2 separate regions of the Mus musculus genome follow, and region 2 is linked to region 1. The links are chromatin contacts, called in public promoter capture Hi-C maps. All regions are on one chromosome and are shown on one strand. Each heading gives the region's core, a stretch centred on a gene start, on an enhancer-like site or on the middle of the called end of the contact. The rest is flanking DNA. Distances are from core to core; before and after follow the strand shown.

What was found. Promoter capture Hi-C pulls out the DNA fragments that hold promoters and counts their contacts.
Region 2: a contact with region 1 is called in a promoter capture Hi-C map of second pharyngeal arch cranial neural crest. The contact joins the promoter of Ube2cbp here to the enhancer-like site in region 1. A contact is called at or near these places in 5 of 39 promoter capture datasets (cranial neural crest, hippocampal neurons, liver and 2 more), 8 of 484 Hi-C or Micro-C datasets (B cells, CD4 T cells, CD8 T cells and 5 more) and 2 of 115 datasets of contacts at active chromatin or transcription factors (embryonic forebrain and forebrain).

The regions. Positions count from the first base shown.
Region 1 is chr9:83,938,542-83,943,741 of GRCm38.p6, forward strand. All of the region lies in intron 1 of Bckdhb (branched chain ketoacid dehydrogenase E1, beta polypeptide), which reads left to right. Among named protein-coding and RNA genes, the nearest start is that of Gm29163, 2.7 kb to the left of the region's middle. Within about 2 kb of position 2,605, at least 4 of the 459 cell types and tissues checked have an H3K27ac peak or open chromatin away from gene starts, as enhancers often do. A contact at or near this core is called in second pharyngeal arch cranial neural crest, where this site is marked.
Region 2 is chr9:86,461,927-86,467,126 of GRCm38.p6, forward strand. Ube2cbp (ubiquitin-conjugating enzyme E2C binding protein) reads right to left here and starts at 2,990. Exons shown (of 10, transcript NM_027394.2): 1 at 2,815-2,990. The coding sequence starts at 2,891.

The DNA.
Region 1 (5,200 bases), core at 1,355-3,854:
GATCTTCCCATTTTTTTAATGCAGGAGAAGTCTGTCTATATAATAAAATTGTCTTTTGGGGTTCCTTACTGTGATTCATTGTTTCAGAGATTTTTCCATATCTGGAGTCTCCCCGAGTATCGTACAGTGTCCAGCCAAACTCAAAGAACTGATGCTTCCTTTGGAGGTGATCCGGGGCAAATTTTTCTCTGTGGCTTTCTGTCAGATGTCCCCCGTCTTCTGCCATGTTTCTGTCAGATGTCCTCTGCTTTCTGCAATGTTGGTGGGTTTTCTCCTTCTCCGATCATGTTGGGTTTTTCTTCTAAGCATGTTGGGTGCTAGATGTTGCTTTTATCTCCTCAGATGATGGGATAAGATGAGAGTTGTACTGAAGCTGTGTAAATACACAGCTAGGGCTGAACGCAGAGTGCTTCTTTGTCCTAACAATCCCTAGGTCGAGGCCTGGAAGTACCTAGTCTCTGTACAATCTAATCTTCCAAGTTGACTGATTCAGTCAGCTTCTCTAGGTTTCTTACTGAATTGCTTTACTTGGCCTTATACTAACTCAGGCTGTATGCTCCAATCTTCTGGCTCCTTCTCATTCTCTGGCTTATTCTGTCTTCACTTGTGTCTAGCTTGTTTTCTCTGCAACCTGTTTCTGTAAAAATGTCCTGGTAAAACTGCTACACATACACACACACACACATACACACACACACACATACACACACACACATACACACACACATACACACACACACACACACATACACACACACACATACACACACACACATACACACACACACACACACACACATACACACATACACACACACACACACACACACACACACACACATACACACACACACACACACACACACATACACACACACACACACACACACACACACACACACACACACACACACACACACACACACACACACACACACACACACACACACACACACACACACACACACACACACACACACACACACACACACACACACACACACACACACATACACACACACACACACACACACACACACACACACACACACACACACATACACACACACACACATATACACACACACACACACACACACACACACACACACACACACACACACACACACACACACACACACACACACACACACACACACACACACACACAACACACACACACACACACACATACACACATACACACACACACACACACACACACACACTACCTCTAACACCTGTGTCTACCCTGTCTTCTCTTCCTATGCTGCTCTTAAATACCCCCTCTTTCCTGTGCTCTTCTTGTGACAGTTGGATGTATTCTATATCTGACCCATTCTGTAAAATCTTTCTCTGATTTGTCACCTTGTCTGCCTTTCAATTAAATGTCGCTTTCAAACATGGCTACTTCCTTCTATAAACTAACCTGACCTTCCTTGTTGGGGATTAAAGGTGTGTACTAATGGTGTCTGTATTCTAGCCAACTCATACTGTAATCCAGAGCATGACTGCATTCTAGCCAGATCACATAGACCTAGAAAGTCTTTGGGTGTGGTTCCTTGCCAAAGCAGCCAGTTTGCTGGATTACAATTCCTCTATAAATTCTGTTTTCAGGCATTTAAATGTAAGAGGTAAGGCCACATGTCCTTCAAAAGGTCACTGGCTCAGCCTGGCTGCCAGGTGAATTTCCACTGAGTTCTCTTTTAATGTTATTCCTGTTACGGGCAGGTGCTTTAATGCAGGCTCCCACACCTCTTGGCTCTGTTCAGCTCACATCAGGCCTTTGCTGAAGACACTGCTTCTTGTGTGTCTCAGCGAGGACGGACCCTTCCCTCTAACATCACTTACCACCTTCAAGGTTCTTTTGACCATTCAGGAACTTCGATCATTATTTTCCTCTCCATCTCATTTTTGACTTTGTCATTCCAGAGGCAATATCACCTAACCACTAGATGCTGTGGGTTTGTGCTTCCTCTTTGCTTCCCCCCATCCTTTGCTTCTTCTTCCTCCCATTCTCCCTGTTTTCCTCTCTCTTCCTCTTCCCTCCTCTCATTTAAAAAAAAAGTTTTCACACTAGTCCAGGCTGGCTAAGAAATCACTGCAAAGCTCCAGCTAGTCCCAGGCTCCTGGTGATCCTCTGGCCTCAGCCACCCAAGTGCTGCTCTTGTATGAATGAGCCAGTGTCTTGCCCGAATTTATTTCTCCCTTGACAACACAGCATTGTGACATTGTCCGAGCTCATTAAATCTTTGTATATTTTACTGCTTTCACCTGTAGTGTGGGAGCCTAGTAAGATGATCCACGTAGTGCTTGGTACCCAACAGCTGGGGTGATAGAATGAGTCTCTGTAGGGAGGTGAAAGAGGAGGTATATACCAACATGGAGTGGAGACTGACTATTGGCTCCTTGATAGACAACACCTCACAGGTTTTCCACAGTGGTCCTGTACTCTGATATCATTGCTTTTGTTTTTTATAGAGGAGGAAACTGGATATCAGCAGCTTTCACTAAGTCACGCAGAGAATAAATAACTTAGCAGACTTCAGACGAGGCCTGTTTTAGGCTTATGTGGGCACTCCCTGCATAACAGAGAGTTAGTTACACATTACATCCCGGCCTCTCTTTGTTCCAGGGCCCTGTAATTGTGTGCATGTGTAAGCTTGTTAACTAATCCATTCCACACGTTCTTACATCTTTCTGGATGACAGACTGCTGGATGCTCTGGATACGGGCATGACCCTGTCCTCCTGGGATTTGAAGTCTGGACGGAAAATAGTAACCATGAGTATAATTAAGCCAGTGCCTACTGCAGTAAATGACCCTTGAGTGATGTTCCAGTGCTAAGAAAGGAGAAGACAGATCAGTCATGGCTCCTAAGATGTTTATTAGCCAAGGTTTTAGAAAGGTACCCAGAGGTATGAGAGGGGGCTTCTGGCTGCAGGGAGGGGTTCATGTGTGTAGGTTCTGCTTACGTAATGGAACTGAGAGACATCTCAGTGGTGAACTTTTGATGCTAAATGGGACAGTTCAGGTGGCCAGAGATGGGACTCACCAGGCCGTGCATGGGGTGGGGATTATTCGAGTGTGGTCTTTGTAGGGCTTTCATCATGGGGCTTGCTTTGTAGGACTCTGGCTTCTCTGGAAGTAACTCTGTTGACCAGGCTGACAGTGAACTCAGAGATCTGCCTGCTTCTGCCTCCCCAGTGCTGGGATTAGAAGGCTGGCTGTGGCAGGGGGTTGCCTGTACTCGCACATCTGGAGGCTGGGACAGGAAGAATTTAGCTAGCTCTCTAGCTAGTCAGTCTAGCCAATAAACTCTCATTTCAATGAGGGACAGTAAAAAATAAGGTGGATTTGGGTGGGTTTGCACATGCTTTTATTTCCAGCACTTGGAGGCTGAGTAAGGTGGATCTCTGTTGAGTTAGAGGCCAGCTGATTTATGTGGTGAATTCCAGAGCAGCCAGGGCCACAAGGTGTCAATAAAACAAATTAAAACAAAGCAAAACAAAAACAAACAAACAAACAAACAAAACAATAAAGGAAGACATCAGATGTTGACCCCTGGCTTTCATAGATACCACACAGGCACAGTTGGATTTATAGAATCTTTTACTACCAAGCCCTTTCATTTACATTAGAGTACAGCCTGTGTGTGTATACATGTGTGCTTGCATTGCTAGTGTGCCACCCCCACCACCACAGACTGTGTGTGTGTGTGTGTGTGTGTGTGTGTCCAGTTTTGGATTCTCTCAAATATTAAGTTGTGGGTAGATATTTGGGTCACTTTAATGGGAATTAGAGAAGGATCCAAGTACATAGTATGCACATAGAGGGCTAATCCAGAAGAGCAGTGTCTGGAGACTGAGGCAGGGCCGTTGTAAGTTCTAGGCCAGCTACGCACTGAGACTATAAAATAAACTTGTACCTGTGAATGAAATGGTTTCTTCTCCACCATCTGTGCTTCAGCTTTAAAAAGAGTTGGAAGTAGATGTTAGTGTATTAGTGTTGGGAGCCGCCCCCACATTCGCCGTTACAAGATGGCGCTGACAGCTGTGTTCTAAGTGGTAAACAAATAATCTGCGCATGTGCCAAGGGTATCTTATGACTACTTGTGCTCTGCCTTCCCCGTGACGTCAACTCGGCCGATGGGCTGCAGCCAATCAGGGAGTGACACGTCCGAGGCGAAGGAGAATGCTCCTTAAGAGGGACGGGGTTTTCGTTTTTCTCTCTCTCTTGCTTCGCTCTCTTGCTTTTCTCTCTTCTCTTGCTTTTTCGCTCTCTTGCTTCTCGCTCTCTCTTGCTTCTTGCTCTCTTGCTTCTTGCACTCTGTTCCTGAAGATGTAAGAATAAAGCTTTGCCGCAGAAGATTCTGGTCTGTGGTGTTCTTCCTGGCCGGTCGTGAGAACGCGTCTAATAACAATTGGTGCCGAATTCCGGGACGAGAAAAAAACTCGGGACTGGCGCAAGGAGGATCCCTCATTCCGGAACCAGAACTGCGGATCACGTTTATAAAGGTTCCCGTAACACAGACTGTTGAGAAGGATTCAACTGCCGAATTCAGAACTCATCAGCTGGGGAACGACGGTGATAAAGGTTCCCGTAAAGCAGACTGTTGAGAAGGATTCAACTGCCGAATTCAGAACTCATCAGCTGGGGAACGACGGTGATAAAGGTTCCCGTAAAGCAGACTGTTAAGAAGGATTCAACTGTATGAATTCAGAACTTTTCAGCTGGGGAACGAGGTAAGTCTGATCTTGAACTTTCTAACGAAATTCAAGACAGTCTATCAGAAGTAAAGTGGAATATGTTTGGCCTTGAATTTTTTCTGGTGTTAGGAGCCCTTTTGTTCCTTTTCACATGTTATCAAGTGATTAAGATAGGGCTGAAAATTCTAGAGGAAATTCAGGACAAGCTATCAGAAGTAAAGCGGGGAGAGAGAGTAGGAACAAAGAGGAAATATGGTACACAAAATAAGTATACAGGCCTTTCCAAGGGTCTTGAACCCGAGGAAAAGTTAAGGTTAGGTAGGAATACCTGGGGAGAGATTAGAAGGAAGGAAAAGAAAAAAGAAAAGAAAAAAGATCGATTAGCGGAGGTCTCTAGGAGATACTCGTCACTAGATGAGCTCAGGAAGCCAGCTCTTAGTAGTTCTGAAGCAGAAACAGACTGGGAGGAAGAAGCAGCCCATTACCAGCCA
Region 2 (5,200 bases), core at 1,740-4,239, 2.5 Mb after region 1:
AACAACACTGAGATTCCACTTCACTCCAGTCAGAATGGCAAAGATCAAAAACTCAGGTGACAGCAGATGCTGGTGAGGATGTGGAGAAAGGGGAACACTCCTCCATTGTTGGTGGGATTGCAAGCTTGTACAACCACTCTGGAAATCAGTCTGGCGGTTCCTCAGAAAATTGGACATAGTACTACCGGAGGATCCCGCAATACCTCTCCTGGGCATATATCCAGAAGATGTCCCGACCGGTAAGAAGAACACATGCTCCACTATGTTCATAGCAGCCTTGTTTATAATAGCCAGGAGCTGGAAAGAACCCAGATGCCCCTCAACAGAGGAATGGATACAGAAAATGTGGTACATTTACACAATGGAATACTACTCAGCTATTAAAAAAATGAATTTATGAAATTCCTAGGCAAATGGATGGACCTGGAGGGTATCATCCTGAGTGAAGTAACCCAATCACAAAGGAACTTGCACAATATGTACTCACTGATAAGTGGATATTAGCCCAGAAACTTAGGATTCCCAAGATATAAGATACAACTTGCCAAACGCATGAAATTCAAGAAGAACGAAGACCAAAGTGTGGACACTTTACCCTTTCTTAGAAATGGGAACAAAATACCCATAGAAGGAGTTACAGAGACAAAATTTGGAGCTGTGACGAAAGGATGGACCATCTAGTGATTGCCATATGCAGGGATCCATCCCATAATCAGCTTCCAAATGCTGACACCATTGCATACACTAGCAAGATTTCACTGAAAGGACCCAGATATAGCTGTCTCTTGTGAGACTATGCCGGGGCCTAGCAAACACAGAAGTGGATGATCACAGTCAGCTATTGGATGGGTCACACGGCCCCTAATGGAGGAGCTAGAGAAATTACCCAAGGAGCTAAAGGGAACTGCAACCCTATAGGTGGAACAACAATATGAACTAACCAGTACCCGGGAGCTCTTGTCTTTAGCTGCATATGTATCAAAAGATGGCCTAGTCGGCCATCACTGCAAAGAGAGGCCTATTGGACTTGCAAACTTTATATGCCCCAGTACAGGGGAACGCCAGGGCCAAAAAGGGGGAGTGGGTGTGTAGGGGATTGGGGAGGTGGGTATGGGGGACCTTTGGGATAGCATTGAAAATGTAAATGAGGAAAATACCTAATTAAAAAAAAAAGAAAAAAAGAAAAAAAAAAAGAAAAGATTTGTAAATTTAGAAGAAGAAAAAAAGAAACGGGAAAGAAATACTCATTTAAGCTACCACAGAGATGAAATATGAATCTCAAAGCCTTGTTGGATGTTCCCAGCCCTGTGAAAGCACAGGCAAGCAGGCAGATCTATGAGTTCAAGGTCAGACTGGTTACATAGTAAACCACACCAGCCATGAATACATTATTAGGCCCTGTCTTACAAAACAAAACAACAAAAACATGTTGGGAAAGGCAGATTGAAACATCAATTTCAAAACATCAGTTGGCTATGTCAGCTTGACATACGTCGGGAATTAATTAAAACCCCAACATGGAGGGCACATGGTGAGGGATTTTTTTACTTAATTGGAAGTAGGAAGACTCACTTCCTACCTTTGAGGTAGGAAGACATTCCTTTATCCGGATCTTTTGAGCTGGGAAGAGCCACCTCAAATATAAGCCACAACTTCTGTGGGAAGAGGACATGGAAGAAAGAAGCTCTTTGCTTGCTTGCCCTCCCTCTCACTGTCATTAGGAAGTGCACTGAAGACCAGCTGAGACACACAGCCTCACGGACTGAGCAAACACTGGATTTTTGGACTCAACATTCATTCATAGCCACTGTTGGACTGGCTGGACTGCAAGCTGTTAAGTCGTTCTAATAAATCCTCTTTCTATTTATAGACAGATTCATTCAATCAATTCAGTTACTCTAGAGGACCCTGACTAATACACATGTCAACACAGTTCGAGAAACAGGGATATTGTGTAGATTGGTTGAATGGGACCAGACCATGGTTCTCTTAGTAGGATAAGGGACTGAGCTGTGTTAGAAGTCAACAGTCAAAAGATCAGAGAGACAAACAGGCAGTCTAGCAAAGTAGGTTTCTCACAGAGTTTGTTTGGTACGAGGGATTAGGCAGCTGTATTTGGTAATGTGTGTATTCTTAATTACCAAACACAGTGGACAGAAATTGTGGATATTGATCTCACTCCTCCCCACCCTTCATCCCCATACTGGGGAGTATTCAAGATCTGTACAAGCTACACAAATGAATTGTACTGAGCCTAGACTCAATCCCAATCTTAAAACTGAAGAAATCCAGGTAATTCTGCCCATGTGAGAAAGGTAGGATTTGAGTTCAGTCCTCAGGCCGCATGCAAAACTGCCACTTTAGCTACTTGTCAGATTTTAGGAAAAAAGGCGAAGCTAAGGAAAAAAAAAAATACAACTGTGCTGCTCTGTAGTACATTTTCACATCTATTTGATACATTTGTCACTAAGAACTAGGCAAAACCCACGAAGAGATCACAAACCATTAAAATTGCTGACCATTAGCAAAAAGGAGCATTTTACCCCCTAAAAGTTTCTTGTTTGTGTAGTAAATATGAAATTTAAAGTTCGCAGACAGGCTGGGGAGATGGTTCAGCGGCTAAAATGCTCGCCAGGGCAACCCATCTCGCCCCGCGCACGCGCACATTGTCCCGCGCACGCGCCTACTGCCCGGCGCGCTCGCTCCCTCGGTCCCGCGCATCCGCGCTCCTGTGCCACGCACACGCGCACCAGGCTCCGGGCCGCGCGCCTGGCCCATGCACGCGGTCCCGCGCACCGGTGCTCCCTCCCTTACCCCAGGATTAGCAGCGCACTCTGCAGCCGTCTCCGCACTTCCAGGAACACGCGCGTTTCCGCCGCAGCCACCGCCATGGCCGACTCAGGGACCCACGCGGGACCGAGCCCACAGTTACTAGAACCCGGACAGGGTGGGAGCACGTGCGGCCGTAGCAGGCGGCTGGCTCCCAGGCCAAGGTAGCGCGAAGGGATCCGGCGGCGGCCGTCTGTCGGCTAGAGCGCCACCTACCGGGAAGAGAGCGCACTGCCGAGGCGCCGACCTTGCCCCAGTGGCCGCTCTAGTAGGACAGGTGCGACCCAGAGAGCAGAGCTGACCTCCACTGGAAGGATGTTGGATGGGCTTGACTATGACTACGAGCATTTCTTTCCCTGAAATGAACAGAAAGCTCAGTTTGGGCCAGGGGAAGCTCTTCTCTGGATAGTTGAGTAGGATGAGGTAGATAATGGAGCAGAAGCTGTACAGGTGGTACTTCCCATAGGTCCAGAGCCCCAAAGCCCACTTTATCGGAGTCTCCTTTATTTGAACTAGAACAGTTTATTAGCTTCCGTATGATGTATCCAAAAATATCCACAATTGATTGGCCATTACATTTCGCGCTAGATATGGTACTTCCAAGACTGAAACAGTTGCAAAAACCAGTGTAACCACTAAAAGACTGGTGGACTTGTATCTTGACTGACCATTCATGTAACTTTTGAGAAGCTAAAAGGAAATGAGTAATTTCTGATATACATTCCCACTATACTGCAGAAATAAAAGAAGTCATAACTTAATTGCTCCTACAAGATACATTTCGAAAGTTTGATGCAGTAAAAGATCTAGTGTGGTATAAACAAATATATCAGGCCATAGGATTTCAGTTGGACACCTTTTAAGAATGGAAAGCTGTTATTTAAAACATAGCTTGTATAATGGGGATTGTCTTAGTTAAGGTTGCTTTTGCTGTGATGAAGCAACAGTACCAAAGGCATTTGGGGAGGAAAGCATGTGTTCAGCTTACACTTCTATACCACTGTTCATCATTGAGGGATGTCAGGACAGGAACCCAAACAGGGCAGAAACCGAGAGGGGGAGCTGATGCAGAAGCTATGGGAGGGTGAGTTTACTGGCTTGCTCCCATGGTTTCACTGAACCTGCTTCCCCATAGAACCGAGGATCACCGACCCAGGCAGGGATAGCACCACCCAACATAGGCTAGGCCCTCCTAGGTCAATCACTATTTTAAAAAACGAGTTACAGTTAGGTCTTATGGAAGCATTTTCTCAATTGAGGTTCCCTCCTTTCAGAAGACTCTATCTTGTGTCAAGTTGACATAAAACTAGCCAGGACTGAAATCCTGTTTATTGATGTTCCATTTCATAATTTCATAGTTATAATTATCTGACATTGAACAAACTGGAAGCATTTCTAAATAGGTTTAATCCAAAGAGGATGGCGTATATCTGCAACCCCAGCATTTAGGAGACTGAGGCAGGATTGCTGAAAGTTCAAGGTCAGTTTGGGCTATGTGAGTACAGGGCCGTCTAGAGCTATGTGGCAAGACTGTCTCAAAACAAAAACTGGTCTTAAGTATACTGAAAATGTGATTTCAGATAACTTTTCTAATATCAACCTTTGAGGTGTTTTAAAGTTTATCATGTTGCTATATAAATTCCTGTTTCATTCCAACAATTTGAGATCATAAGAGGGAATAATAGCTTTAAAAAGTAAAAGCTTTGGGATGGAGGGTTGGCTTTGTGGTTAAGAGCACTTGGTTGCTGTTTCACAGGACTGGGAAGCTAGGTTTATAGCACTCATAATTGCTTGCAACTTCAGAGCATCTGACCTCTTTTTCTGGGCTCCATGCATGCACACACATACCTGTGGCACTCCCATATAAAATATAAGTAAATAATTTTTGAAAAAAAGCAAAGGTAACTACTATTTGGTGGCAACTCATTTATTTGAAGGACAATTGTTCTCTTATACTTTTAACACAGAATATTACTTAAATTTTGGCAATACTTAATATTGACACCTAGCAAAATACACAGCGTCCTCAGATTAGCGTGCTCCTCATATATGGTTTAAAACTAGAACACGCAAAAACACTTGTAAAGACAACAACCCTTTCGAATACGCGTTTGAAAGACGGCTAGATACAAAAAAAAGTGCTAAACTGGCTCTCGGTTTCACACAAACTGTGCCTGAAATGACGCGCATAAAGTGCTGGTGGATCCAGATGATCGTACTTAAATAATACTTCAAAACTGTTTTCAATTCCCCCATTCCATCAAAATGATGGTTCGCTGGCTCCTTGCTCACACCTTTCCCGCCTTCCCTCCGCCGTCTCTCCGGTCGCCCGCACGAGGGCGCTGTGGCGCCGGCTAGCCGTGGCCGCCGA